Regions from separate parts of the Mus musculus genome. Here all the other regions are linked to region 6. The links are chromatin contacts, called in public ChIA-PET, Hi-C and HiChIP or PLAC-seq maps. All regions are on one chromosome and are shown on one strand. Each heading gives the region's core, a stretch centred on a gene start, on an enhancer-like site or on the middle of the called end of the contact. The rest is flanking DNA. Distances are from core to core; before and after follow the strand shown.

Region 1 (4,879 bases), core at 2,069-4,568, 430 kb after region 6:
ACTGGAACAGGTAGATGCAGGCACACTCAATTTCTTGTTTCCATTTGGAATTACTTACTCTTGTCCAAAGGCCAATTATCAGCAAATGACATTAAGTAGACACCAGAATAGCAAACATTCAACTCCACAGAAATGCACTTAAAACAGGCCTTAGTAGGTTCTAAATGGATTAGTAGGTTCTAAAGAGACAATAGGATACCTCAAGAGCATGTGTGTGCCCACGGCCTGCTAACACAGCAAAGAATACCAGCAGACCTTCACAGCTGCTTGTGGCAGTAGTCATCTGGTCTAGATGCCTGGCATTATGGAAGACACTGATAACTAGTGTGACCTGCACCAGCGATGCTGAGCAACTCCAGGGCAGAGCCAAGACTCCTCCACTGTTGGACTGTAGCCCACTACTGGTTTCTCCGTTAATTAGTGCTCAAAAGACAAGCAAACAGAGGCCTCAGAAGTAGCCTCAGCACAGTATGTGGTAATTTGGACATAAAATTCGTTAACAAGAAGGGTGGCTACGGTCTCATTAATACATAATAAGAGGACAAAGGGAAAGGAGTGAGATGAGGTTGATACAACTCAACCAGGCCATCTGGATGGCAAGGCCCACCCTTTATTTGAAGGCGAGAGGTGCTGTGGACAGAGTATGTGCTGACATCATACTGAGCTAACTGGACAAGTAACTTGCTAGTATCAAACAACAGTCTGTAATCCACCAACCTCCTTAGCTGTCAACAAGCCCTCTTTCAGAAACCAGAGACTTAATACCTTTAAAACACTCTCCCCATAAAATGTAGCAAAGTCACCTTGGAAGGCCATTTATGACTGGTGATACCTGGCTTTCTTTACCCTGACACCACACACTGAGACATATCATACATTAACTGGTTTATTGTCTATATCTGGGATTATAAAGTACTTCAGTATCAGTTTTACAACCAGCTTTCTCCCTAGCATCTAGGGAAGCAGCTAGCTATTGTTACTAGGTGTGTCACTAGGACAAGAAGGATATTGTATACAAGTATGAATAAATGATCCTCCAACCCAGAAGCTCTTGACTTTGGAAGAAGGTATACTCTGCCAATGATGGCTGAGGAGGGGCCCTTCTACATTTTGATCACAAGTCCCAAACACATCTCTGCCACTATCTGAATTAAGTACAGAATTGACTTAGGAATAAAAAGGCCGGAAAACAAACCAGAGTCAATGGAGTCAGGGCATGAAACTGCTTTAAACTTCCAGATATATTGTATACACAGACTACAGTCAACAGCTTCCTAGCTCTTGGCCCATCTCTCTATTGCCTTTAACTCCTTCCCCCAAATAATGAGATTGAAAGTGGTGAAAGAGCACCAGGTGAATTGCCGTAGGGCATGAAAGAACACAGCATAGTATAGTGGTTTCTCCCTAATGAAGAAGGATTCCTCTGAATCTCTGATCTCTGTGCCTTGGCTGTGGGCTTGGAAGGTACAAGCATGTGGTCAAATAACTAACACTCCATGTAACTGGGAAGGAGCAGACTGTTTTCCTGTGGACTTTGATTCCAGACTTTCTGTGTGTACTTCCTATATCTAAATTTCCATGAGAGGTATTTTTTCCTAATTCCACAGTTAGGCAACTTCACTGCCTACTATGAATCCAGTGTAGGTCTTTCTTATATCTTGTTTCAGAAACGGCAAGCAAACCTTGCTAAGAATAAGATGGGCTGGTGGGACAGAAAGCAAGGTCACCACACACCACACCTTGTCACTAACCTCTTGGCACTAGCCTTAACCTCTTAGCCTAACTTTTGAACTGATGATGAAGAACAGGCTCAACAGTGCCTGTGGCTCCAGTTGTCCTTGGTCCCATCTCTGCCTCTCAATGAGTTAAGTGAAAAACTGTAGATTACAGAGATTAGCTCTTTATAAAAATTAAACAACACAGGAATTAAAGACACACACACACACATACACACACACACACACACACACACACACCCAGAGCCCCCCAAAACCAGAGCCTGATGTGACTGGGTGCATGCTTTTGATCCCAGTACTGGAGAGGTAGAGGAAGGAAAGTCAAGAATTCACAGCCATCCTTGGTTAAAGAACCGGTTCAGCCAACCTAGACAGACTCTTAGCTCAGCTGCCTCCTTCCCACCCCCAAATTAAATAACAGAATATAGTTAATTGCTGAGCTTGCTTGTTAGTGATGCTACTGGTTACAGACAGATAGTATTGTCTCATTGGAGAAACTAAAGAGTTTTAGGAATAATAGGCTCTGCCATTCATTCACTGGGCCAGCCTCTTGTACCCTTGTTTCCCCAAACCTCATAAAGGAAATAATGTCATTCCCCAAGTATCCCCAAGTATCTCAGTATTTGGGCAAAGACTGAATCGTGGGCAATAGTCCTTTTAGGAATTCTGATCAAGTAGAGAATTTATTTAAAAATTGATCTGTCAATACAAACAGATTAATGCAGTTCGGCCTAACATACGGACATTAGCCCTGCAAGAGCTCCAAATCACCAATGGAGCAGCCTCAGGGAGAAGGGACGTCTTTTGAGATAGGCTGCTCCTACAAAAGCGGAACAGCCTGATTTATGCGGTCTCATAGCCCACTAGTCTGGGAACAAAAGTTTAAAGGTGATTTTTTTTCCCTCTCTGACATTTTTAAAAATGCAAATCAAAACAAAAACAGTCTCTTGAGCAGATCATAAGAGGAATGTACAATATTCATTGCATTTGGACTGACTGTCTGCAACTGTTAAACTTGAAGAAAGGAACAGCTAGGCTAAGGAGCACATGGGAAATGTCCTGTTTTTTTTTTTTGTTTGTTTTGTTTTGTTTTTTTGTTTTTTTTCTGAACCCAAAGGAATGCAGAGATGCTGTCTAAGTCGCTTAGCCTAGCCTTAGCTTGTGAGTCTGCTAATTGGGAACAACAAAAGAGGTGAATCACTCTGGAATTTGTGGGAAATGAATCCACTTTGGCTACAGGGAAAATTACCATTTAAAAATAGCATCTCTTCATTCAGTGTTAACATAAACATTCTATCCATCATGTATGAAATGGTATAGGTAGGAGGCATTATATAAAAATAAAAAACATTTATAAGATATAAAACTTGTATATATAAACATACACGCATGTTTATACAACAGTATGGGGAACTATCAAATAAAGGCCACAACTTTGTCAAGGGATTTGTGGTTCCAGTCACCTCTTTCCACATTATACTCTGCAGGAGTCTCCTTACAGTCTCACTGAGCACGTTAGGTAGAGCATAGATACAAGGAATCTAAGACAAAGGTCAGGCTTCCTGGCCAAGTCCTACCTGACCTCATCTGCCTTTGCCTCCCAGGGTTCCTCTCCTCACAGCAAAGAAGTGACACGCATGAGAGCACTGTTTCCTGTGTTCTCCGAGTTTTAGCCCACTCATTCAAGGAGGGTTATTATAGTCCAAGAAAATGTTTTTTCTTGGGTATATAGAGTCCAAACCTAGTGAAGGGTATAGAAGTATATCAATCCTTTAAGAGCAAACAATATAAAACAAATTAAAAAGCAGTACAAGACAATATTGAATAGATGTCATAGAACTAAGGGCTGTGAAGACTGTAGAATGGAGGTAGGCCAGAGCTAGACAACTCAAAGCACTGCTCACAAAAAGGGAAATGTCACTGGGCTTCTGAACACTGTAGAGAGGTTGGGTTTATTTCATAAAAGTCTACTAGGCAAAGAGCCTAAAGTAAAATTTAAAACAAAAGTTTAAAATAGGGTCAAGACACACACAGTGATTATTGAACCCACTACTTAGCCCTCACAGCAACCTGGACTTCCATGGAAAGGAAGACAACTTAAAGATTTCAGTGTCTAAGGTGAAGGGATCATGTGTGCTGCGGAAGCAGTTGGCATAGTTCCATCCCTAGAGCAGATGTTCAGTAAATGCTGCCTATGACTAAGTTGTGCCTGTCTTTCTACAAGGCTTCTTACTTGACTAGGCTTACTATTATCTTCTACCGGACTGAGATAGAGGGGTTGCCTCAGGACCCAGGAAATGCTTTGTAGGATGCAGCCAAGAGGAGGGTCAGGTTCTCTGACACCCAGCAATCAACCAGAGAAAATCTGTTTCTGACCTAATCTCAGCCACTGAGAGAGAAGTTATCCTTGGTCCCAATTCCCCTGCTGGAAGGCAATGAAAACCCATGAAAAATCCACTGCTCTCCTAAAGGTGTCAAAGGTGCCTCATCGCTTGAAGTAAGACCCAAGTTACTGAGCTATTAATGTATAGAAGAGAGCAAGTAACACAAAAGGCTTAAAAACTATCCTGGAACCTGTTTAATCTTGAAATTTCACCGAGCCTCAGCGTCAGAGGCACACAAATGAAGTTTCAAGTATTTTCAATTTAGCATGACATTTTAAGTGTTAGAACACTAAGGTTTACTTCTTTGCTTTTAACTACAGCTGTAACTTTTACCACAACAAATGCTTCCTATAGAAAGGAGCAAAAATCTGAATGTCATGAAATTCCAAATAAGGTTCTCAATATAGTTACAACCCACTAAGGCTTGCTAAGCCATGTGATCTCTTGATATATTAACTTGTAAACAACATTAAACAGGAAAGGAAGAAAAACTCAAAAGGTTGCTGGAGGCTTTTGTTTTATGGAAAGGAGGTCTGAGGATTGTTCAAGGCTTTCCAGATCTTAGTCACAAAACTACTGCCTTCTTCCTGCATCTGTGAGGTGGGCGGCAGGTGAAAGAAGGGCCAACAGTTTGTTTTGAGAGCATTCTGGTCCACATTCCCTGCCTATTGAAATGGGACTTGTTAAAATTGGTTTTCAACTGTTTACAAAGTTTAGTTTTGCTTCCCCCACACCTAGTAGCTTTTTAACTAATGAAAA
Region 2 (4,609 bases), core at 333-2,832, 460 kb after region 6:
TGAGTCTCTCACCCTATCCCTCACCCCCTTCTCCTCTGGGAGGGTGGTACCCCTGGGTATTCCCACATGGGTATTTTCCCCTGGGTATCCCCTCATATCAAGTCTATGACAGACTAGGTGCATCTTCTCCCACTGAGGCTGGACTGGGCAGCCATTAAGACTAAGCTGCCTGTCTGCTACAAATGTGCTGGGAGATGGGGGCTGGGGGTAGAGGGGCCCTTGCTCCATCCTGTGTCTGCTCTTTAGTTGGTGACTAAGATTCTGAGAGCTTCCAGGGGTCTAGGTTTGTTGACTCTCTGTAGGTCTTCATGTGGGGTTCAATCCCTCCTCCAAGTCTTCCAGAAGTATCCCTGATCTCTATCTAATGTTTGGCTGTGGGTCCCTGAATCTGTTTTTCTGCTGCTGGGTAGAGCCTCTCAGAGGACTGTTATGCTAGGCTCCTGTCTGCAAGCAAAACAGAGTATCATTAATAATGTCAGGGATTGGTGCTTGCCCATGGGATGGGTTTCAAGTTGGGTCGGTTATTGGTTGGCCTTTCCATTGGTCTCTGCTCCATCCCTGCATTTCTTTTAGTTGGGACAAGTTCTGAGTCGAGTTTTGTGGGTGGGTCTGAATTTCTGCCACTGAGGGTCCTACCTAGCTACAGGAGGTGGCTTCTTCAGGTTCCATATCCCCATTGTTAAGCATCTCCGCTAAGATCACCAGCATTGACTTATGGGAGCCTCTCCTATCCAAGGTCTTGGGGACCTTCTAGAGATTCTCCTTTCCCACCCCAGGTGCAGATTTCCATTCATTCTCCCCGCCCTCTGGACTTCTCTCCCAAACCTGATCCTGCCTCTCATTCCCCTCCCCCGCTCCTCTCTCCTCTTCAGTTCCCTCCCAGCCTCTGCCTCCTATGACTAGTTTGTTTCCTTCTAGAAGGGTATTTTTATTTTCAAACCATTATAATCAAAGATTCTGTGATGTTTTTATTTATTCAAATAACTCTAAATTGAAAACTATTTTACAGCTTCTTTCATACTGAGTATATATAAAGTAGGTCTTTAGACATATTAAATGAAAGGACTTTATTTGCTTCAGTTACATTAATTTCTGTTATTTCTACATTCTTATGTTCTAAGAATTTCATTCTTTATTTTGAAGTGCCAAGAGAAAATATAATTGGACAAACCACATGTAGCAAAAATAGAGGAATCAAACATGCTTTTCTTTTCTCCCTTTGTGGCATTAGTGGTATAGGACATTGAACTGGGGCCTCTTATACTCAAGCCAAGCATTCTGCCACCTTAGTACTTTCCCAACCACAGCAACCTTCTTACGATCTGTATGTAACTAAGTTAAAGCCAAGACATCCTTATGAGATTCTCCTAATGTTAACATTGTTCCCCACCCCACCCCTGTCCCCAAATGGAATCAAACTGGACTCTCTAAAAACAAGAATCTATCCTAAGCTACAATCTAATAATCTGCTTGGTTTGCAGCCTGAAGTTAGAATTTCACAGCTATAGAAATCTGTATATTGCTACTGGCAAGTGTTGCCCCTACTCTTGGATTATTTTATACTTGCCCCAGGAAGTGAGACTAGTTTGCCCTCTAGAGGGTGTAATGAAAAATGAGGTTTAGTATTTATTAGGTGGGATGTTCCCAGTCTCATAACTAGTAAAGTACAAATAACTAAATCTTTAAGTGATCTGTGGCAGGTGGCCCGATACCAACAAGCTCCATTTCTTCCCCAAATCCCAAGTCCTGAATTTATCCCTATTCTTTCTGGGTCCAGAACACACTCTTGAGAGTGCAGTCTAAAGAAACAAAACCCAGCAAACATAAGACAGACAAGTGACTTGCTAATAAAGTTCCCAAAACAAAAGTGCTGTTAAGTTGATTTTTATTTAGATTAAACACCAAGCCCTTTCCTTTCTGAGAGACCCTTTAAACTATCAAAGCTAAGAAGTACTTTTAGCTAAAAGTAGTCAAATACATCAGAGAAGCAGGCATCCCAAAGAATCTTCAGAGTCCACTGAGAGAACTGTCTAACACCTCTGAGTACTGTAATAATTTGATAATGAATTAAAACTGTTCCTATGCAGAATTGACAAATTCATTGACATTTCATCAGGACAACAGGCTATCATAAGGATTCACTCCTGGCTAACTTTGGGCATCAGTCAGCCATCGCAGGGAAATTCTCTTTAACTACAGCCTCATTTTAAAATTTCTATTTAAAGTATTACTCAGATTGGAAGGCGAAGGAGGGAAGAGGTCTTAGCAAATGATTCTGCATGATTACCTCTGAGGAGTCATGTGAAATAAACCTGGGCATGGTGGTACAGGGTGTGTGTTGTTTTGTTCGCTTGTTGAGACAAGGTTTCATATCTGGCCTAAAACACATTCTGTATTAATAGCTGGGGATGACCTTGAACTGACCTTCTTGCTTCAGTACTGGGGTTACAGGCATGTGCCAGCACACCTAGACTGTTTTGTTATATTTTTTATATAGGCTAGTCATGTTTAAGTAAAAACACAATGTATGAACATAGGCCTTAAAGACTCACAGAACCTACATTCTCCGAATAGGTGCAGGTGGGTTTACTACCAGACAAGTTACTCATGTGACTTAGTAACAAACAATCTCTTCACATGTGGTATCTTTTCTTCCAAGCATTACATGGATACAAGTGAGCAATGTATGCATGGATATATACTGATCATGACAAAACATACTGTGTGGATCCTCGTCAACACTGTGTAGTATAACACTCATCCCTTGATAACGTATTGAGGAAATGGAACAAGGAATGAGTTCCACACAACACTTACAAGTAGAAAATTATATAATACTTCCAATTCGCTGGAGATGGAGGGGGCTGCACTGAACTGAGTAGTAGGCTAGGAAGAGCGTACGCTAGAGGCACTCAGTGGAAGACCAAGTTCCAGCACATGCCTTTGTCAGTGAGTGGTAAGGGCCTTAGACAAGTCTTTTAACTTTTGTGAAAAAAAAGAGATGGAAGTCCAAGGATCTAGCAGTTACTCAGTCTCACGCAGCAAGCAGGCGAAGGAGCAAGAGCAAGAGCTAGACTCCCTTCTTCCAATGTCCTTATATTGTCTCCAGCAAAAGGTGTAGCCCAGATTAAAGGTGTGTTCCACCACACCTTTAATCCCAGATGAAAGGCATAGCCCAGATTAAAGGTGTGTTCCTTAACTCGGAGATTCAATCTTCTGGAATCCATAGCCACTATGGCTCAAGATCTTCAAACCAAGATCCAGATAAGGATCTCCAAGCCTCCAGATAAGGGTCACTGGTGAGCCTTCCAATTCCGGATTGTAGTTCATTCCAAATATTGTCAAGTTGACAACCAGGAATAGATTTTAAAATCATGTGTGGCTCTAACTTCTGAAAAATGGGTAAATTATCTGTGAGAGTTGTCACATATCTATAACCTTTAGGAATAATGCTGATATATAGACAATCTACTGGGCAACTTTGTTTTTCTTCAGAAAACTGACTTCTTTCACTGGCACATGAGGCCTAATAGATGGCGACCTCTTCACACTGGTTTCCTTCCCTAAGAGTCTATGACTTTCTTTTACCTTTCATCATATAAGCCCAAGCCACCAAATGAAGCAGCACTCAACTTCAGGACTAATGGCAGCATGGGTCTAATAATTCCCTGCTGAAGACAATGGCTGGGTTGTTCTTTGCCATCATAGGATGTTTAAGACCCTCTGGCTTTTATTCCTTAGATGCCTCATGAAACAAGAAAATATTTTAATCATAGTTAAATGTTGTGTAGAGGCCAAGGTTGCCCCTCACTGGAAGCTATTACATTTGAAAGACAAAACAACTCTGCTGTAGAAACAGACATTAAGCACTGCAGGTTCTGGGGGGCTGGGGCTTAATTAGATTTGAGGAATAGGTAAGAAATGAACAGGGACGAGAAGCTGAGGTGGTCCACGGATGTTTCTAGGAAAGGCCCACTTGGCAGACCTGGAGCATGCAGGCGAGACCACATCCCATTGTTTAAATGCCACACATAGTGCAGCCGAGATGGTTCTCAGGAAGGGAACAGACCAGTTAGATTGTGACAGGCCTTGAATACAGTGACAGGAACGAGATGGTTCTCAGGAAGGGAACAGACCAGTTAGATTGTGACAGGCCTTGAATACAGTGACAGGAAGCGCTCTGTGTCTCCATAGAAGGCTTCTAGCTAATCAAGCTACATAATGGGGGAGTGGAGGGGGGGGGCTAAGAGGAAATGAGTCCTTTATGAAATATTTCATTTTTTGACAACCCTAACGTGTGGGGTGGGGGGAATTCTGTTAGTTTTAGAGATAAACTAAAACAGACTTTCTAGGTTTTTCATTAGTATGTGACAAAACTGTCACGGTAAAGACATGCCTCTCACTGCCCCATTTTCTGTCCATCGAAACTACTTCAATGCAAGGGAAAGCAGTCAGTATAAACTGTATTTTACTACTTATGGTGACAGACACACTTGCCTAACATTACCCCAGATAGATGCCATTTCAACCAACACCCTAAGAATGCACTTAAACACAGGAAGGGCTCACCCACCATTGTTCTATCTGGATAATATTCACAATTCTCATC
Region 3 (5,045 bases), core at 1,074-3,573, 280 kb after region 6:
TTTCTTTGAGAGGAAAAGCCATGTAAGCTCCCCACACTGTGCATGGTGGAGGTTGTAGTATGCCTTAGAATCATCCAGAGGACTTCTGAGTAGTGGTTTTCAAGCTATAGGGGCAAAACGTCAGCAGTTTACTAGAACACTGATGGCTAGCTCGTCCCCATTCAAGAGATTTGGATTCAGCAGGGAATGGATGGGCCTAGAAAATCTGCATTTTCGATGCTGACACACACACAGCATCACCCACATTCTGAGCAACAGAGAGGCAGCATCCCCAACAAGTTGCCAAGAGAATATCACACTAACTGTTCAGTGTGTATCTCCACCGCATTCCTGTCTATATGCCCCCACCTTATTCCCTTAGCCTTATCATTCTCTGTGTCATTACACACTGTATGTCTACATACAATGTATCTCTACAATACATACTGTACAGCACCAGACTCTGCTATGCACATGGCTTGGATGTGTGCCCAACATATATTTGTAGGTATATCTTGCACAAGCAGTATCAAGATTCAAACCTTTGATTTCCAAACTAGTCACTCTGTGAAAGTTCAGCAGAATTTCTTCAAAACTTAGCTGTTTTGGTCACTTGAGTCGTATGTGGTAGATCACAACATGGAACTTACTAGAAGTGATTCTTATACATGAGTGCCACTTGCCAGCCTTCCCTCAATGACTGTGATGTTAAAGAAAAGCGCCAAGCAGAAACCATGTGCACCATTTGAACTGTGAACATTTCCCAAGTCTTTGATCAGTGTCTTCCTTCCTCCATTCCAGACCCTTGTGGCCTGTGGAGAATTCCGAGGACCTTAAGCAAGTTCTGTGAACCTAGGGTTGTATTTATTAAAACTTAAAGAATGAAAACCAGCTATGTCATAAATGAAGTCAATAGACCCCAGAGCACTGAACCCAGCACGGTCCTGGCAAGCCACATTGGTCCGACACCTGAGAAGTGTTTTCCAAGTTAGAAAGAAAAAGGGAGCAGCGTGCACTGCATTTGTGTGACGTTGTTGGGACGGGAAGTTGGAAAAAGCCAGTGGAGGCCTGGAGTTGGTGACAAATTGGTCCTTTAAGATACACAGGAAATACTCAGAGGTTTCTGTCTGTTTAGTAAGTTAAATTGCAAAGCAGAAATTCACGACATGTTTACTTGATACAGCCTCCTCCTTCCCAACCCATGAAATCCCAAATACATTCCGAGAAGACAGCTCAGTAGCCTTAAAAGGAAAGAGCCCTTGAGCAGACCTCAGACTCACTTTCAAAGTCTCCATTGTTTCTGGACCTCGGAGAACAGACATGCTGAAAGAAAAACAAATCTGAACAATGCTCCCACCAGCCCTTCTAGAGGCTTAAGTCAGTTGGGTTTGAGAGAATTTACAAGTATTTTTTCCACCCTCAAGTGTGAACACTCAGTACCGGCAGCAAGGGCTCCGACAGAGAGAATTTACTTCTAAGTTCTGGGGACATGTAGCATGATTTTCACATTTGGTTAGATGGACTCGTATCCTCTAATAGCAGAATATACCAGTCCATCTCTTTGAAATGGTCATTTTTACAGAAAAAAGAAATGTCATGTTTTCAAAATGTGTTCTGTGTTTTGCCCCATGCCCAGAGTCTTGGTGAAGTTTCATGTAGATGACTTCTTCTCTAAGCTTGCAAACTGTATGAAATAAATAAAACAAGGATTGTGAATGAAGTCTACAAATTAAAGTAGCCCTTAAAGAAGGTCAGACTCTGGGGAAGTGGATAGATATTCTGATCAGAATACTGATTGTTAATTGTTCAGGGTGAGGCAGAAGCTTAAAAGCCTTTAATTTAATCTGGTTAGATTTTCTTTTAAAGAAGAAAGGAATTTAAAGTGAGAAATCACAGTCGCCATGTCTGGAGTCTGAGCAACAAGCTAGTCAGATGGCATGCTGCTGATTCACAAGATGGTAAGATCATGCTATCATATACAGCACAGACGTCCACGTACATAGTAATAGTCCTCTTATGCTTCATGGTCAGCCATGTTTACTGTTCTATTGAGAGTAGAGATAACTTTACATTTTCTCTAAAGAAAAAGATTATATTGGAGGAAAAAGAGAAAAATAAGAGGCAATAGTATGGGTGACTTGTAAACGGGTGGCACATGTGGAGTTCTTGGGTGAGCTGCCTTAAGAGTCAACAAGTAGCGAGTGTGGAAGAAAGAAAGAAGAGTGGGAGCCAAGTTTCCATTACACTAGATCACAACTAGAAGCAGTTCCCACAGCCCAGTGTCACCTGTGAGGCCCTTGCAATCTCGTCTTGAGGATACAGCACCAGCATGTTGGGCAGGCTGAGGTCACACTTCCTGGAGTGCCTGTGCCCCTCCTTAGCCTTCTTTCTCTTTTCTCTGAAATCCCCTGTCACACACTGAGCCTCTTAGTCACATGGGCTGCATTTTAAATCAATGACTTCATACATGTGTAATTTACCTCACTAACCAGAACATAATTTTTGGAATGGCGGCTCATTGGTTGAATTCAGCCCACATATATGTTTGCTGGGCCCACGTGATGCAGTTGAAGAACTGGAGTTAGTAGCTAGCTTGCCTCCCCTACCTCCTCCCAGAATCAGGAGGTAGGGCACACACAAAATCTGGGTTTCTGATTTGTCTTGACAACCAGGAAGCCCTGATGCTGTTGGACCAGTGTTCTAGGTGGTTTCAAATCACCCGAGGCTCTTCAGATGTGACAAGGTCCCAGTATCTCCTGGGCCTGCTTCCTTCTTGCTCACTCCCAGAACTCCTGCTCGTTCAGCTGTTTAAATCTGTGACCGCTGAACTACATCCTACATCTACAGAGGACAAAGCCTTTGTCTAGCACAGTGCTGTTGATGTATCAGGTGTGAAAACATTTCTTCCTGAAAGTCCAAAAGCAAAGAAGCATATGTTAAGAAGTGACAGATCAGAGAAATGAGGATAAAGAGAAGTCACGGGGACAAATGACAAGTGTGCTTTTTACTCTTTCCAAATGGATATGGAGGGTAGACCCTGTTCTGTTGTAGCTTCAGAGGATGGTAAGTTTTAAATGCCTGTAAGAGGATTTCAAAAGGGCATGCGTTTTAAAATGATCGCTTCCCTGAAGCTAGGTAACAGAACAAATCTGGACTGGCTAATGAGGTCATTCACTCCCAGGTGGATTTCACTGCTTCAGCAGTCAAGTGGAGCTTCAAGCCTTACTCCACAGTGCTGACTAGGTAGCAGAGCAATTACCCTAAAGCAGCCTTCATTTCCCATCTATCTGTGAAATCTCAAAAGAAAATCACAGGAATGTGGCTAAGGGCCGTCCATGAATTTATACCAGATGCCTTGCTTCAGTTGCAGCTGACTCTGGCACTCAAGTACGAGCGAGGCAGAAGAGGATTCCTTCAATGCTAAACACACTTAAGGAGCACACTTCAACTTCAGAGAAACCCAGGAATGTTGGTGCTGGCTTGCAATTTCAGTACTCGGGAGGCTGAGGTGGAGAGATCAGCAAGTTCAAAGCCAGGCTGAGTCACACAGTCAAGCTCAGTCTCCAAACCAAGGAAGGACTGCAAGTACTTCAGTGGTGCCTCGCTCCCCCAGGCTTGCAAAGGGCCCTGGCTTTCATCCTCTCGGCTTCTGATGACAGAGAGACTCAAGAGAAAGACTCGTTTTTAAACTGTGTTCTAACGAAGGGCGTTTTTCAGCTTGTGCCTTCTGCTTCTGTGTTTGAGGACGACTGAACTGAGATGGTGACAAGGTGCTTGGGAAGTCAGAGGAGAAAAGATGAGAGAGACTTCTTAACCTGTTTATTTTGGAAATCTGTATTTGAACTGCAAGCCAGAGGAACCAATGGCTGAGCAGTTAGGACTTTGGGTTTGCACAGCCCCAGCTGCCAGGACAGAGAGGAGGTCGCTAATGGGAAGTCTTCAGGGACATCCAAGAACAGACATCTGCCTCACTTAACTATTGGACAAATAGTCTCCGCCTACTTGCAGAAGTGACCTCATGAAAACCATACCCATATAAGACCCTGGAGCGGTGTAGTTTCATAACCCAAACAGGTCTTATCCGAGTTTCTGAAATCCCAGCTCTGCTCAGTATCCTGCACTGTGCTGGGGCAGAGGCAGTTGGGTACACCAGGTCACAGTTTAGACTCTCAGGTCTGACAGACATGGAAAACAGCCCTAAACAGACCGTAAACAAAGTCACGCAACCTCCTCAGCCAACGTCTTTGCGAAGGGGAAGTATAAATCACATCCTACCTGGGCATGAGTGAGGGAATGTACTCACTCACATAGCAAAGCACTTTGAAGCCAGTTTCGAGAATGTCATATTTCTATCAGCTTCCACAATGTTAATAGACTCAGAAGACGGTCGGGTGGGTGAAAGGCCATCAGGATATTTGAGGAACACACAATAGTTGGCTTAGCACTATGCTAGCCATTGGTAATTTGAAACAAGGTTGAGGTCAGAGATCCCATGAAAAGAATATGGCCCGAGTGACTAAAGCAGCAAGGACAGGCTATGCCGAGCCCTGCTCACACCTATGCTCCCTGCTCTAGTGCACTCACTCGAGTGACCGTGGGTGCAGGCAGGGGCTGCTGTGCACACAGCCAACTGTCTCATGTGGGGCCCGATCCCAAAGTCTTGGATCTCAACCAGCTGAGCTAACTGGTAACAGATAACTAAGAACATGTTCCCTGCTTGCAGGCCAGCAGTCTTACAAGGACACATCATGAGAATTTTAACAAGATGCAGAACACAGAACACACATTAAGGTTACCAGAGAACATGTAACATTTCGAAATTTGGAGAAACTACAGCTACTCTGTCTATCCCAATTTATAAGCCAGTTCCATGGCCTGAAAGGTCTGAGCTTTTATTGGCCCCTTTCCATGATGAGGTAGTAAGCACCTGAGGTAACTGACTTGACTATACTGGAGGGGCTTGCTCCTAAAGATCAAGTCATCTTTCTTAAAGAAACATCTTTCTGCCTATCTGGTGTCCCATCAACCGATTGTATACATTGGAGAGCCAGCCACCGAGGACGCTA
Region 4 (4,655 bases), core at 810-3,309, 300 kb after region 6:
ATATTTCATTACGATCATGGTGCTTGCTGGCTGGCTAATGGAGCGCCAGACAACAGAGTCACCTTATCTATTGCTGGCTATTGTTACTGGCTGGTTTACTCACTAGTTTTTTGTTTGTTTGTTTTTTTGTTTGTTTGTTTGTTTTTCAAAGAAGACTCACCGTGAGTAAGCATTTATAGCACTGAGTGCTATAATTATAAAATTTTCTTCATAAGATGACTGTTAGGAGTCGGGGGTCTTCCTAACTTTGATGCTAATCCCATCCCACCTCCCGCCCCCACTGTCATAATTTTGGATCTTGAATATGTAGTTATAATTATATCTAAAGACAAAGTTCTAGGGTTTCTATAAATCTTAAAATATTTTTTTAAAAGGTCAGAGATTTTGATCTTATAGTCAAAGCAATCAAAGGGGAAGAGAAAGGAGACCTACTGTGAACTGCAAGAAGACCTACTGTGAACTGGAAGAAGAGTCCTGAATCAGAGGAAAGACAGGAAAGAGGGTGCTGTAGCTCCTTCTTGTCCAGACTGAGCTACACGCTGGGCCTCTATAGCAAAAGATCCAATTTGCAATCAGGGACAACATGTGGTGAACAGAAGGAAAAAAAAAAAGATACTGAGGAATCAAAGCACAGACAGCTTTCTTTTCTCTGATGTTAGACTTGAAAACATCATGAAGTTTGAAACCACGTAGTAGAGTCCTAAGATACTGTCCCCACTCCCTTCCCCCACCAGCCTGTGTGAACTCACCCCTCCTTCCCCAAACCAACTACATATAACTAATTGTATTTTCTTGGGAAGGCAATTGTTGACTAATGAATCATCTTTCCTGTAATTTTTATTTTTTTTGTAGCCCTAGTTTGGCTAAACTCCCTGGCATTCCTGCTGAGGTATGTAATGGAAAATTTGACCTCACACTTTGCTTTTTTGTAACATCACAAAACACTGATATAACAGGGCTACAAAAAAAAAAAAAAAAAAAAAAAAAAAAAAAAGAGGAGCCTAGAGATGCAGGGATGCCCGAAAGAAAAGCTTAGTGTGGAAAGGAACAAAGATACATTAAATCATCGGGGAAAGTAAATATTTAGGTTCCCAGACACAAAGCTACATCTATCTTCAAGAACAGATCGTTTGTCACAGCTTAGGATGTCACAGTGTTTCCATCACAGTCGGGCTTTTCTAAGGATTGTAAACCAGCCATAAAAAGCCACTCTCCAAATTAACTCGGAACACAGGCAGTACATTTTGTAGATCCCAGAATTTGTCTCAAAATGGTGATTTTTAGGGTGGGGTGGTCAGAGGGGAAAGGTGTCAGGAAGTGACTTCTTGCATTTAAGCCACATCTGAGCTCAAAGAAAACGTTGGCAACCAGCCTTGTGTGATCAAATCCCACTGTCTAAGGAAAGCAGAGCAGGTCATACAGAGTCTGCTCTGTAACTGGGACGCTTGGGATTGGCAGTGGAGATGTGCTTTCTGCAAAAGCCACAGCAGAATGAATGAAGTGGTTATGAACACTGCGGCTTTCTTTTTAAAACTCTTATGTCTTCCTTCCCTAGGTCAAAAAAGGCAATTCTTCAAGTGTATAGCCCAGACTTGAAGGGATGACACTCTAAGCACTGATCCAAAGTCTGTCTCTCTATAGCCAAACAATCCTACAACCAATCCTACAATCCCACAACTGGGCCTTCATGGGCAGATTCCCACATGGCTGCCAGCACCACTGTACAAATGTCACAACCCCAGGTAGAATACATACTATTCAGCCCATTTACAATACATAAGCGCAAACAATGGCCTGTGTATGCACTGTTAACCCAGACAGTGCCCAGGGGCTGTCAAGATGAACATTCAAGAGTGGGATTTGGTGCATTATTCACCTGGATGTGAATTCACCTTGAAAAAAAGGAAAGGATAAGAGCAGGCACAGAGAAGTCCCAAGGAGCCACTACTTAAGTTACTAAGGCTGCGAGCAAACCATGCAGATGTTTCTCAGTGCTACCAAAACTATGCCGGAGTAAGCTACGGTCACATCTGTGCACTCCACCACATTAAAAAGAAATGCTGTGTACGGAAATGATACAAATGGTTCTCAGGAGAGAGAGCTTTCATTTATTGCGTACAGGCTGAGTGCTTAGCTGACTAATTAATGATTCTTTTGAAAGAGGAAGTTAAACAGGAGAACCATGAAATAGGCTGCATAGGCTGCAGAGATTTGCCTTGACTTAGTTTTACTGCAGGTGATTACTCACACCAGAGACCGGCTTGGGTTTGCACTTTTCATCAACTTTGGTGAGGGGCAGGAAGAAAAGGAACAGTCATGCAGTCCGGAGAGGTTCTAGTTGTCCTACATAAAAAGGATGTGGACAGATAAAGTTGCTGACTACAAAGAAAGCTATTGGGAAGAAATTTACCATGTCTTGTTTAATATTCTACTCAAGAATAAACTGAGATCTTGGCTCAAGAGTGACTTGAAGAATATCAACCTTAGGGAAGCTACTCTTCTAGATTCTGCCAGATACCTAAGGCTTTCCTGAGATACTTCTGCCACTCCAAATTACAGCAAGATTGAATCTCATGTTATTTAATTTGAAATATGTTTAATTTTTCTATTTCCCATGAATTGTTAATCTAAATTGCTGTTTCAGTAGGAGCCTCCAAAATCAACTTTTAGCTCTTTAACATTCTGGTAGCAGGGAAGTCTTGTGTTCGTTAACAGCCCCCTCTCCCATACTATCAAAAGCCCTTGGAGAAAGAAGCTGGTCAAGTTTTTTGAGGCCAAGTTAATAAGTAAAGAGTATTAACCTAGTTAGATAGAGTGTGTAATGTTTTTCAGCACTACAGTGAAAGCAAAGAGAAGATCTGTGTTTGATGAACCATAATTTTAGGACAGTCATTTCCATAGAATTAAACACCAATGAAACCCTGGGCTTGCATAGAACTGTATTCCCAGCTCCTTAGAAAGCAGAAGCAAAGGCCTGCGATGCCAAGGTCAGCCTGTGTGGCTTAGTGAGTTTCCACAACACAAACTGAACAGTGAGAAGCAAGGCCAAGAGAGAGGGAGGAAGTAGAGAAGTAGAGGCTGGCCATGACCACATGAAGAGAGGGGGGAAGGGAAGAGCCCAAGAGGGCACCAGAGAAGCAAGCAGGAAGTAGGAGTAAGAGAGAGAGGAGGGGGCAAGCAGCCATCCTGGCTGTTGCCAGGTAACTGGGGGTGGAGTCCAGACAGAATACCAACAGTGGGGGAGATGTGAAAAACGGTGATTTGTCAAGCTAGAATTTGGACAATTGCATGTTTTTTTCTTCTTTGTCATTAGTAAAACAACATTCTTTGGACTGTCTCGGTATCAAAGACTCCTCACTCCACTCCACTTCATATTCCCACATTAGTTGTATTTTTATTGTGAGGAAAAGAGATGAAGGAAAACCTAATGCTCTGGGGCCCGATGTGCAGAGGGAGCTGGTGTGAAACTCACTTCCTGTGACGGAGAAGCTGCTCACATGACACAGGCTCAGGCTTTGGAGCGACTTGTCATCCATCAGCATCAGCACAAAGCTCTGAAACACACACACACACACACACACACACACACACACACACACACACACACACACACACCCTCTGATTAGACAGATGGATTCAGAATAGACATAGAACACAGGTGGATTCAGATTAGACACAGAGGACAGGTGTGCCTTGGTAATATATGAACAGTTGGGAACTTTGTTTCTGACACATTTATACATTTTGTAGTTTGAATATGAAGTCTATTAATGGACATCTGTAGGTCTCTTTGCTGAGGGAATAGAAATTGCTCTCTAAGTTTGCCTAGGGATGCTTTTTTAGATTTCTGCTGAGTTGCCTTTACAGTGAAGATAACTTTAAATGTGTGTTTGCTATTTTAGTCTATTTTTAATAATTGAAAAAATAACTACCAGCTTCAAAGTTGCAGGGAGGGCACTAAATTAGTTGACTCTTCCCACACTTGCCAAACTGCTAAAAGTTTAACACTCTTGCATTATATTTTCTTTCAACATACACACATTGCTTTTTAAAAATCCATCTGAGCAAGTTGCAGAGATTATGCGCCTTTGTCCCCAAATAGCCAAAGTTTGTTTTCTAACAACATGGAGGATCACTTACTGATGTGTTGTTCCCAGAAGCCCATGGAGATAGTGCTGAGATGAGATGGAAGCACTGGGATTTGGTCAGGCTCTTAAGAGTGGGTCAACCCTCCAAGAATTCAATTAGTTCCCATCTGAGTGGGATGCTGTAGTAAGGAGGCCTGCTTCCTCTTTCCTTTCAATACTACAGTTTCTGTCTGTCTTCTATCTCTCACACAGCGTGAGGTCCTGGCTTGGCCTCAGACTTACGGCCTCTAGAACTGTGAGCTAAATGGACTTCTTTCCTTTATGAATGGCTCGGCCTCATGCATTTTCTTATAGCAGTAAAAACTGGATCGATACCGTGCTTCAAAGTATTTATGATACACTTCTGATATGCCTTTGGTTTACAACTGTTTGATACTCTTTAGTACTAAATTATGCATTTTAGTGAGACCTCTTTCTCAGTTCATAACATCAACATGCACATGACTCAGTTTGTCCTGATGCCAGTGCAACAATCACTTTGTTTAAGGGGTCACTGGCAGGTTCTTT
Region 5 (4,953 bases), core at 2,410-4,909, 350 kb after region 6:
GAGGTTCTGGGCTAGCACTGCCACGCCTGGCTTTCCACGGGTGCAGGAGCCTCAAGTTCAAGGCCCTCAGACTTGTACAGGGGCTCTTACCCCTGAGCTACCTCCTCAGCTCTCATCTTCTATAAGGCTGAGTAGGTTCTTAGAGATGATTGGCTTAAAGATTTTTATTCTTTTTCCATGAGGGAATTATTGAAGACAATATTTTATTTTTATATACTGTTTTTTTGGTCTATAAATTCTAAATTCTTTACTATTATTAAGAATTTGTAATATTTTCCAGGGGTAAGTCATAAAATGTTTTCTTTTGAAATGTCTATTTCTTGTTTTATGCAAAAAGACTTTAGGTGGAATTATAAAAAAACTTCAACATAGCTTTATTAATCGTAAGGAGGACCAGCTGGAATAATAATTTATACATGGAATTTTGGCCTGTTTCTATTTTCATTATGATTTTTTTCTTTGGGGATTCTGATGTCTATATGCATCTTATATTCTTTGAACTGACTCTGGAGTAATGGTAATGGGTTCTTCCTCTCCCCATCTACTACTTTAAGAGAGTGACTAACTTTAGACCCAAACACTAAGTTATCTCGTCTATGAAGGATCCAGCTGTCAAGAGTGCTGACTTCTGCAGTGTCATGTTATAGCCAATGAAATCCATTGACTCTATTTTTTTGTAGTAAACCACCCAGGTTCAGTAACCTAGATTAAGATATATTCGTGCTACTCAGTTTAGAGCCTAGTGTTGATAACTGACCATTTTCTTGTTTAAAATAATTTCATAGATTAATCAAAGAATTTCGTTCCTTCAAGAAACAAAATACCTCAAAAACAATTCAAACCCTTTCAAGTCCCTTCTCTGCCTTCCTTATGCCTGATCCATCTAACCCTGCGACTGCACTGCGACCTTTTACACGCCCTCATCATCCCTGCTGAACCACTGCAATACCATTTCCTGATGCCTGGCATCTTTCGAGTCGCCCCTGACTCGGCTGCTGTGTGCCTCCTGAGATTAATGCCATGATGTTATTTTGTGTCTCACTCCACTCGTGGTTCCTTCCTGCCCCATGACAAGGTGTCAGGTCCACTGTACCAAGGGCTTTCTTTCTATGCCACGCTGCTTGCCCGTCCCCCAGCCTTCTACGTCTTGTAAGGAGTCATGGACCATGTCTGCGGGTTGTTTCATCCCTCTGTGTCACTGTCAAAACTGTTCTGTCCAGGAGACAAGAAAACACAGCAAATGACAGCATTTCATGATCAAGGATGTAGAACTTCGACATGTAACTGTGTAGGTCCAGGCTCTGGCTTCCCTGATCAGGTTTTTGTGGCGATATTATTACTGGTGTCTGTCACTGGCTAACTCGTAGTAATCACTTTAATTAATGTTCTCAAAGCCAGCTGTGTAATGAGAAGTCTATAATTAGGAAAAGCCCACCAGGGGGAGAGCCCCTTAACTGCTGGGATTCCAAACCAGCTCAGGTGTAAGTGTTTCGTGCTATTATTTTTGACTTGCTTCACAGGCTGTATTATTTAGAGTTACAAACTACACCTCCAGAGAAATTTTTTTCACTTATTAACAAAGCTACACAATATAAATAAGTTTCTATCATCATTTAAAAGGAGTAACTATAGCAAAAAAAAAATTCCTATGGAATTTTTAAAAGAAGAAAAAAAGAAAGAAAAGAAGAACATAGTTTGTAGAAAAACCCCTGTCACATTAAGGACGGAGAGCTTCCTAACACAGGAAAGGGCAGTTTACGTCTTTCTGCTTCTTGCCAGTGGCTCAGATGTGAGCTCTCTGCTTCCTGCTCCTCACACTGGGCTTGATCCTGTCATGCTTGCTCACCACGATGGACTCTTTATTTGCATGGAACTGAACCAACATAAGCTGTCTAATCCTAAGGAGCCTGAAGATGATAAACCTAGTACAGTAGATGAGAGAATTTCTGATGTTTCATATAAAAGATAGATTTCTAGAAAGTGCCCTCCTCTTTAAAAACTATTTTGGTGATGTTTCTGTCTACGACAAGCTTCCAGCAGTCTGAATGAAGATGTATGAAAATGCAGAGTGAATACAGACTAGCGTGACATACACCGTGGCGGCCCCACCTTTTTGCTCCACGTGTATAACAAAAAGAAAACCCAACTATGCTATGGCTTGGATATAATTTTCTACACCCAAACTCATAGTGAAATGTGATTCTCCGGGTAGCAGCACTGGGTTGGGGTCTCTTAAGAGGCACTTGGATCATGAGTGACCCACCCACTTGAAAGGATTGAAGTAGCTTCTTTCAGCCTGGGTTATAGTGAGATTGGCTTGTTCTAAAGTGAACCCTGCACATTCTTTTGGTTGTCTTGGGATTCTTCTTATAATTACTTCCTTTTCGTAGTCTGCACCAAGATAAGAGACAGCATGAAGCCATCACCAGAGGCCAATTTTGGCACCATGTTCTTTGGCTTCCAGAATATTTAGCCAAAATAAACCTCTTTTCTTTATAAATTACCCACTCTTGGTTAATCTGAATAAAAGCATGAGAGCAAAAAATTTAAAAAGCTGAATTTTAAAGTCTTTTCAAATTCTAGTTATCTTGGATTTGATATGTGATTCAGTGACAAGAACATTTGGAAATTCTGCTTTACTTTAAAAAACAATAAAGACACTTACTTAAAATTTTCACTCTAAAAAATTATTTACGAACACCACCCTAATCTATAAACATCAAAATAAAAATACTGTAAAAACATTGCAGCTTAGGGACTTTCCTACACAGCGAGGCAAACCTAACACCTTCCCTGTGGGCTCCTGCAACCGTGAGCTAGACTGAGAAGGAACTACTAGCAGGTAAGACCACTGTGCTGTATTTAAGGACTTGGTCAGAGACACTGAGAGGAGAGAGTAAGAGAACTGGACTCACGACAGCGGCCATCACAGAGCAGTTCAAGCCAACTTACTAAACTCTTCTCCGTGGACTTCATCATGGGCTCGTGAGCCACAGGGAGAGAAGACTGGGGAACAGGAAAAGAACTGCTGAAGAGGAGTGCAAACAGGACAGAAGAAAGACGAATCACCGTCAAACGTTTCCTAAAGTGTAGAGCTAGTGTACTGCGAGTGGAATTGGTAACAACAAACGCACATCATATTCAAACTGCTGAAATAAAACTGATGAAGAAGTGGCCAAGAAAAAGGGAGCAGTGGCATTATCCAGAGTTAAACAGAATAAAAAACTATGGCAAACATTTTCATACAAATGATGTAAAGTAGAAGACGATAATGTACAATCTTCAAGGTTCTTACAGAAAAACCACTGACTTGAACGGTGATTTTTGGAAGTTGGGTAGAGCATAAGTCCTGCTTGCAGTCTCGCACAGTTGTCTCACAGGGTTACTGCGTCTAAGTTTACAGGGTCTGTTTGTTATAGACATAGTTTAATAATTTTGAATGAAAGCCTTACAAATATTAGAAGCATCACACACTGAAACTAGACAGACCCAAAGTTTATACATCCCAAAAGATCTTAAAGTTGTTTTTAAAAGGAGGTTCATTGAATATCAAATGTCATCCAATTGTAAAATGCAGTTTCTTTTTATGTGTATTTATAGACAAGCAGGAACAAGCTACCTAGACCACAGTTTCCTGTTGCTCTCTTTAAGTAGATTTGCATCAGCACACACTTAGAGAGCTGTTAGACATATGAAGTCAGGTACTGTACTGCCATTTGTCTGCTCCCCAAAGAGAGTAAATAGACAGCATTAGTCCATTTTGGCTTTCTGAAGCTCACAACATATGAGTGAGAATATATTTTTGGTATGTTCTGGGAATGAATATATAATGTGTGTGTGTGTAACTGACATATAGTAATACATATATATGTATTCATTTCAGATTCTACTACATCAGCTTCTTGCTAGCCATTTTTTCTAAAACAGAAATATTTCTTTCTCCAAGTATCTCAATACTGTAGTCATTTTATCTTGTTACTTCCATTTTTCCCCCGTAGCATTTATTATCACATGAAGTATCACATAAATTGGCTTTTAGTTAAACTCCTATACTAGAATGCATGGTACTTGGGACTTTCTCTTTTGGTCTCCGCTGCATTTCCAATATCTAGAATATTTCCCCCAACCAAGAGTTGCTCATGGATTTGTTGGAGACAGAAATGCCCTTCACAGGGGGCGGAGAAGCACAGAACATAGAAGGCTGTGAATAAGGCTCTCAATAAGGCTCTCGCTTAGCTTCTCCTAGATCAGCTAAGGTTTGGGCACAATGGCTGGAACATCAGTAGGCACAGTATTATTGATTGCAATTATTTATTGCTTTTCTTATCTCCTTGGACTTGTCTGAGCAAGCCGGTTAGTATGGTAATTATTCCCTGGTTCTACCATTGCAAAACACCAAACAATGCACCCTTGTTTTCAGAGTTAAGAAGTGGTAGAGATGAATCGATCTGGGTGTAACCAGCACCAGGGTTCATGCCAAGGGGTGGGAAAGAGAGTGCCTACATGCTCACTGTCCGTCTCCTTGCCGTTCACTTCACCCATACAGATTAGCTCATTTCAGAGCAGCTAAAGCACCATTTTCAGTTGAAATTAAACTGAATGTATTTGAATTATATCCCAATTGTAACTTTCTCTCCAACCTGTTTGTAATGAGAGCTTCAAAGTCAACAAGGTGAAAGCAGGCTTCAGGAAAGTTTCAAAGGAACATCCTCCCACGGGCCCTAAAAACTGCAGCTTCACACCACAATGAATCAGCCAAGGTGTGACAGCAGAATCTGTGTGTACTGGCACCGACTCAGCCAGGATAAAAGTGACCAGGCCTTCTGTGATAAACTGCCCCTTCTATGTTATCCAATGGAAATACTCATATTGTCCAATACTCACAAGCAATCAGGAGTGAGTTCAACTTTCAAACTGAGGACTATTAAAATAAAGTTCACTTATCCAGTCTGC
Region 6 (4,903 bases), core at 1,318-3,817:
ATTTTTCTTTATTCTCTTCCCCTTTTCACGCCTGTGTTTATCTTCCTTATAATCTTCCACAGCTTCTTTTTCTCTTTTTTTTGTATGTTACATGTCTTGTTGCCCATCCCCTCACCTTTCCTCAACAACTATATTCCTCCTTTAGGAGCCTTCTCCCTGGTTTCATAACCTATACTTGCACCGACCTCTCACTAGTATATGGAGACATTATAAGCTTTGATCCACATATGGGAGACTATTATAATATACTTTATAGATCTATCCATTCCTGAAATTTTCATGATTTCATTTTTCTGTGCAATGAGTAAAATGATACTGTGTGTATGTACCACATTTTTGTTATCCAATCATCCATTATGGATATCTAGGCTGCTACCATTCCCTAAATATTTTAATTTATGCAGCAATAAACATGAATGTACAAATCTCTTTGTGGCAGACTATAGAGTCCTTTAGATCTATGCCCAATCATGGTATAGCTGGGTCACATGGTTCTATAATTTTTCCAGAACTTTTCATATTATTTCCATAATGGCTATATTTGTTTACACTTCCACCAGCAGTGAATAAGAGCGCCTCTTTCCCCATATTCCCTGCATTATCTGTTTCAGGAATTGTGTTGGGCAGGAACACTAACAATACCTATCATATGTCTAACTTAGCAACAGGTCCAGAAGTACTAAGATTACTATACCACGATTCCTACTCTTCAAGGACCCAAGATGAACTTGAGTAGCAGATACAAGAACCAATAACTATGGCAATGTGGTAATAATTGGGGAAGAAACAGAAACTGTTAATCGATAGTGTGATCATTTTGCTGGTGCTATAAAAGATCCCAAGACCCATATGGACAAAAGAAGTGACTCCCAAAGATTCATATCATGATCCGTGGAATGGGTGCACCCATACACATACATACACAAAATTAACAAAGGTGAAAATCTTTCAAATGTGTTTTAGTTCCAATGGTTTATTCAAACTGGGAGCCTTTAGTCCTCCAAGATATCACAGAAAAAAATGTGAAGTTATAGGGGGAGAATCCTTTTGCTGTTATTCTGAAAAATCCAAGATTACTCAGAGGGCATGAGATTCCGATTTTGAAGTTCTGGGGTGAGAACAGTGCCTACAGCAATCTCTATTTGATCAACTAAGTTACACTACCATTTTCAGTTTGTTGCTAGTGCAAACATTTCACTGGTGAGAACCAACATGACGCAAGAGAAAAGGCCCTGAAGTTTCAAACTGGAACATTCTATTTTAATCACTCCACGTTGACACAACTTGGCCTTTGCATCTTCATGTAATGCTATTATGGTGAGCATCCTGTGGTACTTAAAAGCCAAATGACCATCTATGGGTGTTTGGTTTTTGTTTTTTTGGTTTGTTTGTTTGTTTGTTTGTTTGTTTGTTTGACAAAAGGATGTTCAAACCTGAAATGAAGAGCCATAGCCTGGAACATTTAATTATCCATGCTTTGCCTTTTTTTCTTGAAAATTGTGTGAATTCCAAACACCTTGCAAAGTAGACTTCATGCTTTGAGACCAGATCCAGAGTTCATGAAGGCTTAAGAAAAGTACTTCAGGGCTGACGAGATGGCTCAGCAGTTAAGAGCACTGACTGTTCTTCCAGAGGTCCTGAGTTCAATTCCCAGCAACCACATGGTTGGCTCACAACCATCTGTAATGGGATCCGATGCCCTCTTCTGATGTGCTTGAAAAACAGCTACAGTGTAGTCATATAAATGAAATAAATTTTTTTTAAAAATTTAAGTTATTTCAAATAAGTGAGCAAACTCAAAGTGTTGTGACAGACACTTGTGCTCCAGGGAAGGTTGTATGGGCTAGATGTCAGGTGGAATCCATTTTAAGATACACACGTAAAGATGCCTGCGGTGATCCGGGGTCCTCGAGGAAAGCCAATAGGAAAGCCTTCTAACAGACATCCTTGCCCTTTGTAACTATTAAAGGTGCAGCACACAGGCTGCAAGTCACTTCCATGAGTCAACCTACCTTCCCCAGTTTCCATCTAGTCTTTGCCCTCTGTCATTGTCCCAGGAACTACAAATTTGTCCAAACTACAATCTGGCTATTGCAGAAATATACAAAGCTGGTTTACACAGCACGATGGTCTCACCCTTTTTCCCCCCTCCCACAGTTTCAGTCTTTAACAGGCACCAACGTAGCCACACCCCCCTCCCCGATCCTACCAATCAACTGGGAGGCCCACCATCCCTGCTGGCCAATTCCCTTCACAGTGCTTCTGCAAGTCCCGCCCACTCACAGAGCTACAGGGAGCTGTCCCTCTACACTTGCTGCACACGGCCCCCCACGCCCCTCCTCGCCGCACTGGCGACAGTGCCACGGGTCCTTCTGTCCTGGAGAAGAGGTCTGCAGTCACGCAAGGCCTGAGACCTCCCGAGCGATTCTAGGCAACCGCCTGCAAGAGGAAAGGGAAAAGCCACCCAGAGCGCCAGGCCTTCTGACCCCGGAAGTGGTTCTCCCCTGTACAGTAGATAGGGGCGGGCCCAGCCGCCGGTCTAGCCCGGCATGCCCCGGGCTTCCGGTGACCTCTGGCCCTTTTCTGTCGTCCGCTCCTGCTGCTTAGCGTGCTCGCTCGCGCGTTGCTTTCCCTCCACGCTCCCGGCTTCCTCCCCACGCTGCCCGGTGACCGTGGCGCCCGCGACCGGCGCGGCGGCGGCGGAGGACAGTCGTCATGGCCGCCTCTAAGCCCATAGAGGCGGCGATGGCGGCGGCTGCTGCGCCCGGTTCTGGAAATGGAGTGGGCGGTGGCGGTGGGACTGCGGGCCCCGGCTCGGGCGCGGGGACCCTGCCGCGATGGCACGTGGCGCTGGCCATCGGGGCGCCCCTGTTGCTGGGTGCTGGGGCTATGTACCTGTGGAGCCGAAGGCGGAGGCGCCGGGAAGCGGGAGGCCGGGGCGACGCCAGCGGCCTGAAGCGCAACAGTGAACGGAAGACCCCCGAGGGCAGGGCCAGTCCGGCCCTGGGCAGTGGCCACCACGACGGTTCTGGGGACTCCCTGGAAATGGTGAGAAGCCGCCCGGGCCGTAGAGGTGAAAACGAGCGGATGCAGCTTTTCCTTGACCCGTTGTGCGGGTGAGGGGCCCTCCCACCGGTCGGAAACTGCCGAGTGACTTTAGAGTCGTTTCTGGTTGCCTTTATAGGGAATGGAATAGCAGCTCCAGGCTGGCTAGCGTAGAGACGTTCTTTGACAATTTCCTTTGGGATCCAACAGAATACTTTGCCTTTCTTCTAAGTGACACAGCATTTATCCCTAGTATGTAGGTATGGGAAACATGCACAAATATAGTAATTCCATTAAGCGAAGAAAGGCAAATTTCACGGAACGATTGGAGTTGTACCGTGAGTTGTTATTGTGTTTCCCAAGACCAGAACTTTGCTAAGAACCTTTTAAAAACAAGCCATTTTTCTTTCGGAGTTTCTCTCTCGCTCTGATTGTGTGTGTGTGTGTGTGTGTGTGTGTGTGTGTGTGTGTGTTTGGGGAGGGAGATTAGCAACTATTACAAAGTTCAAAAAAATCATTAGGTAGCTTTGTATATAGGAAATAGTTCAGTTTTTAAGGAACTGTGCCTCCCACCCCCACCCCCGCTGCACATCTTAAAATGTTCTATTTCACCTGGACATATATATACATGTGTCCAAGCCTGATAAAGAGTCTCTGGTGTTATAACAAGCATTGGAGTGATAAACTGCTCTATCGGATCTGGTGGTCAGACTATTAAATCTTTTTGACAAGTTTGACGGCTGTGTGGAGAATTGGCATGGACTGAGATTGAGTGAGATAAGGGACTTTACTGGGTCAGGAATTCTGTGGTGGTATTACCAGAGTAATCCAAGTTCAGAGAAACTTACAGGTAAATAAATACCAGGTATGTGCCTGAGGAAATTCTTTATACACACGCATCCTATGTGCACTTAACACTCATGAGAAAAACTGTACAGTTAAATGAATGGCAGGCATTTTCATCCCATTCAGCCTGAAGACACGTTGTTCTTTTCCTAAGTAGCTTCAGAGGCTCTGGTATATGACTCCAGGGATAGTACTTACTGTGTGTGAGTCACCGTGCTAGCTAGCAGGAAGGCTGTTTGTTCTCTCCTATGGGGAAGTTAAACAGCCAATTTCTAACCAGAACTTACAATGTTGGAGGGAACCATGATCTTTGAGAGCTGAGGAGATGCCATTCTACATTGTCCTGTCCAGCATTGTTATTTTGGTAAGCTCAGTTTATGTCATTGTCATCCTGGTAGGCTAAGAGGATTAAAATATTTGGTCCCTTCTATTTCATCCAGCACTAAAATGTTAAACCAAAGTTTTTAGGATGAAAGCCCAGCACTGGCAGCCCCAGCAAACTATGATGAGCAACCACACTCCAAGAAGCCCTTTACAGAGATAAATAATGGCAAAAAGCAAAGATTTGTTTAGTGTTGCCATACTGGAAAGAGGGATGGTCAGTTGGTTCCAGTAACTTCCAAGTTTTTAGGTTACTCACCAGACCTTTAAGGTTTAACTGATGGGAGAATCTGGGCAAGAGGTATGGAAATGAAGCAGCTCTGGTCAAGAAGTGGTATGGCAGTTGTGAGGGCTGGTGAGGGCTGAAGGAAGGGTTCCTAAGGGGATTAGTCTGGTCCCTGTAAGACAGTTGCGTATGTCCCAGGGCATGGACTCAACATCCAGGATAATTACCCTCGTCTGAGGGGTGCTCTGGAATCCAAGGTGACTCGAGGAAAAGGTTAAGGACAATGACTTAACCTCTGGGTTCAGTTGAGCTGAAGGGGACAGAATGCAGAGATGTTATGCTCTTGTCCTACTTTCAGTCACCTATGGGCCAGAGTGAGATTTTAAGGGCATTTTTAGCAAAGCA

The links. A called contact is a pair of places that touch in the nucleus more often than the background predicts. ChIA-PET counts read pairs in DNA pulled down with a chosen protein or histone mark. HiChIP or PLAC-seq counts read pairs in DNA pulled down with a chosen protein or histone mark.
Region 1: a contact with region 6 is called in a Hi-C map of pro-B cells, with 4 times the contacts expected there. The contact joins the enhancer-like site here to the promoter of Tomm70a in region 6. A contact is called at or near these places in 2 of 39 promoter capture datasets (frontonasal cranial neural crest and macrophages), 7 of 484 Hi-C or Micro-C datasets (Th1 cells, bone marrow-derived macrophages, embryonic stem cells and 3 more), 11 of 115 datasets of contacts at active chromatin or transcription factors (bone marrow-derived macrophages, effector CD8 T cells, embryonic stem cells and 6 more) and 4 of 9 other capture datasets (adipose tissue, embryonic stem cells, macrophages and 1 more).
Region 2: a contact with region 6 is called in an H3K27ac HiChIP or PLAC-seq map of embryonic stem cells, with 7 times the contacts expected there. The contact joins the enhancer-like site here to the promoter of Tomm70a in region 6. A contact is called at or near these places in 2 of 39 promoter capture datasets (frontonasal cranial neural crest and pre-B cells), 3 of 484 Hi-C or Micro-C datasets (B cells, brown adipocytes and embryonic stem cells), 15 of 115 datasets of contacts at active chromatin or transcription factors (the 230-238 cell line, the NIH/3T3 cell line, acute myeloid leukemia and 8 more) and 2 of 9 other capture datasets (liver and macrophages).
Region 3: a Hi-C map of embryonic fibroblasts shows a contact between it and region 6, with 9 times the contacts expected there. The contact joins the enhancer-like site here to the promoter of Tomm70a in region 6. A contact is called at or near these places in 2 of 39 promoter capture datasets (the HPC-7 cell line and pre-B cells), 32 of 484 Hi-C or Micro-C datasets (B cells, the Ba/F3 cell line, the C10 cell line and 15 more), 5 of 115 datasets of contacts at active chromatin or transcription factors (bone marrow-derived dendritic cells, bone marrow-derived macrophages, embryonic stem cells and 1 more) and 1 of 9 other capture datasets (liver).
Region 4: an RNA polymerase II ChIA-PET map of memory CD8 T cells shows a contact between it and region 6, with 13 read pairs. The contact joins the enhancer-like site here to the promoter of Tomm70a in region 6. A contact is called at or near these places in 1 of 39 promoter capture datasets (pre-B cells), 2 of 484 Hi-C or Micro-C datasets (B cells and CD4 T cells), 3 of 115 datasets of contacts at active chromatin or transcription factors (bone marrow-derived macrophages, effector CD8 T cells and memory CD8 T cells) and 1 of 9 other capture datasets (adipose tissue).
Region 5: a contact with region 6 is called in an RNA polymerase II ChIA-PET map of memory CD8 T cells, with 7 read pairs. The contact joins the enhancer-like site here to the promoter of Tomm70a in region 6. A contact is called at or near these places in 1 of 39 promoter capture datasets (embryonic stem cells), 1 of 484 Hi-C or Micro-C datasets (CD4 T cells), 1 of 115 datasets of contacts at active chromatin or transcription factors (memory CD8 T cells) and 2 of 9 other capture datasets (adipose tissue and macrophages).

Annotation. Positions count from the first base shown.
Region 1 is chr16:57,552,548-57,557,426 of GRCm38.p6, forward strand. The region is part of intron 1 of Cmss1 (cms small ribosomal subunit 1); the gene reads right to left. The region is part of intron 4 of Filip1l (filamin A interacting protein 1-like); the gene reads left to right. Among named protein-coding and RNA genes, the nearest start is that of Cmss1, 52 kb to the right of the region's middle. Within about 2 kb of position 3,319, at least 37 of the 459 cell types and tissues checked have an H3K27ac peak or open chromatin away from gene starts, as enhancers often do. A contact at or near this core is called in Th1 cells and pro-B cells, where this site is marked.
Region 2 is chr16:57,576,134-57,580,742 of GRCm38.p6, forward strand. All of the region lies in intron 1 of Cmss1 (cms small ribosomal subunit 1), which reads right to left. Among named protein-coding and RNA genes, the nearest start is that of Cmss1, 28 kb to the right of the region's middle. Within about 2 kb of position 1,583, at least 7 of the 459 cell types and tissues checked have an H3K27ac peak or open chromatin away from gene starts, as enhancers often do. A contact at or near this core is called in B cells, embryonic stem cells and pro-B cells, where this site is marked.
Region 3 is chr16:57,400,733-57,405,777 of GRCm38.p6, forward strand. The region is part of intron 1 of Cmss1 (cms small ribosomal subunit 1); the gene reads right to left. The region is part of intron 1 of Filip1l (filamin A interacting protein 1-like); the gene reads left to right. Among named protein-coding and RNA genes, the nearest start is that of Filip1l, 50 kb to the left of the region's middle. Within about 2 kb of position 2,324, at least 54 of the 459 cell types and tissues checked have an H3K27ac peak or open chromatin away from gene starts, as enhancers often do. A contact at or near this core is called in B cells, CD8 T cells, the N1E-115 cell line and 2 more, where this site is marked.
Region 4 is chr16:57,420,097-57,424,751 of GRCm38.p6, forward strand. All of the region lies in intron 1 of Cmss1 (cms small ribosomal subunit 1), which reads right to left. The region is part of intron 1 of Filip1l (filamin A interacting protein 1-like); the gene reads left to right. Among named protein-coding and RNA genes, the nearest start is that of Filip1l, 69 kb to the left of the region's middle. Within about 2 kb of position 2,060, at least 145 of the 459 cell types and tissues checked have an H3K27ac peak or open chromatin away from gene starts, as enhancers often do. A contact at or near this core is called in B cells, adipose tissue, bone marrow-derived macrophages and 2 more, where this site is marked.
Region 5 is chr16:57,467,667-57,472,619 of GRCm38.p6, forward strand. All of the region lies in intron 1 of Cmss1 (cms small ribosomal subunit 1), which reads right to left. The region is part of intron 1 of Filip1l (filamin A interacting protein 1-like); the gene reads left to right. Among named protein-coding and RNA genes, the nearest start is that of Filip1l, 120 kb to the left of the region's middle. Within about 2 kb of position 3,660, at least 91 of the 459 cell types and tissues checked have an H3K27ac peak or open chromatin away from gene starts, as enhancers often do. A contact at or near this core is called in memory CD8 T cells, where this site is marked.
Region 6 is chr16:57,119,147-57,124,049 of GRCm38.p6, forward strand. It overlaps Tomm70a (translocase of outer mitochondrial membrane 70A), which reads left to right and starts at 2,568. Exons shown (of 12, transcript NM_138599.5): 1 at 2,568-3,048. The coding sequence starts at 2,716.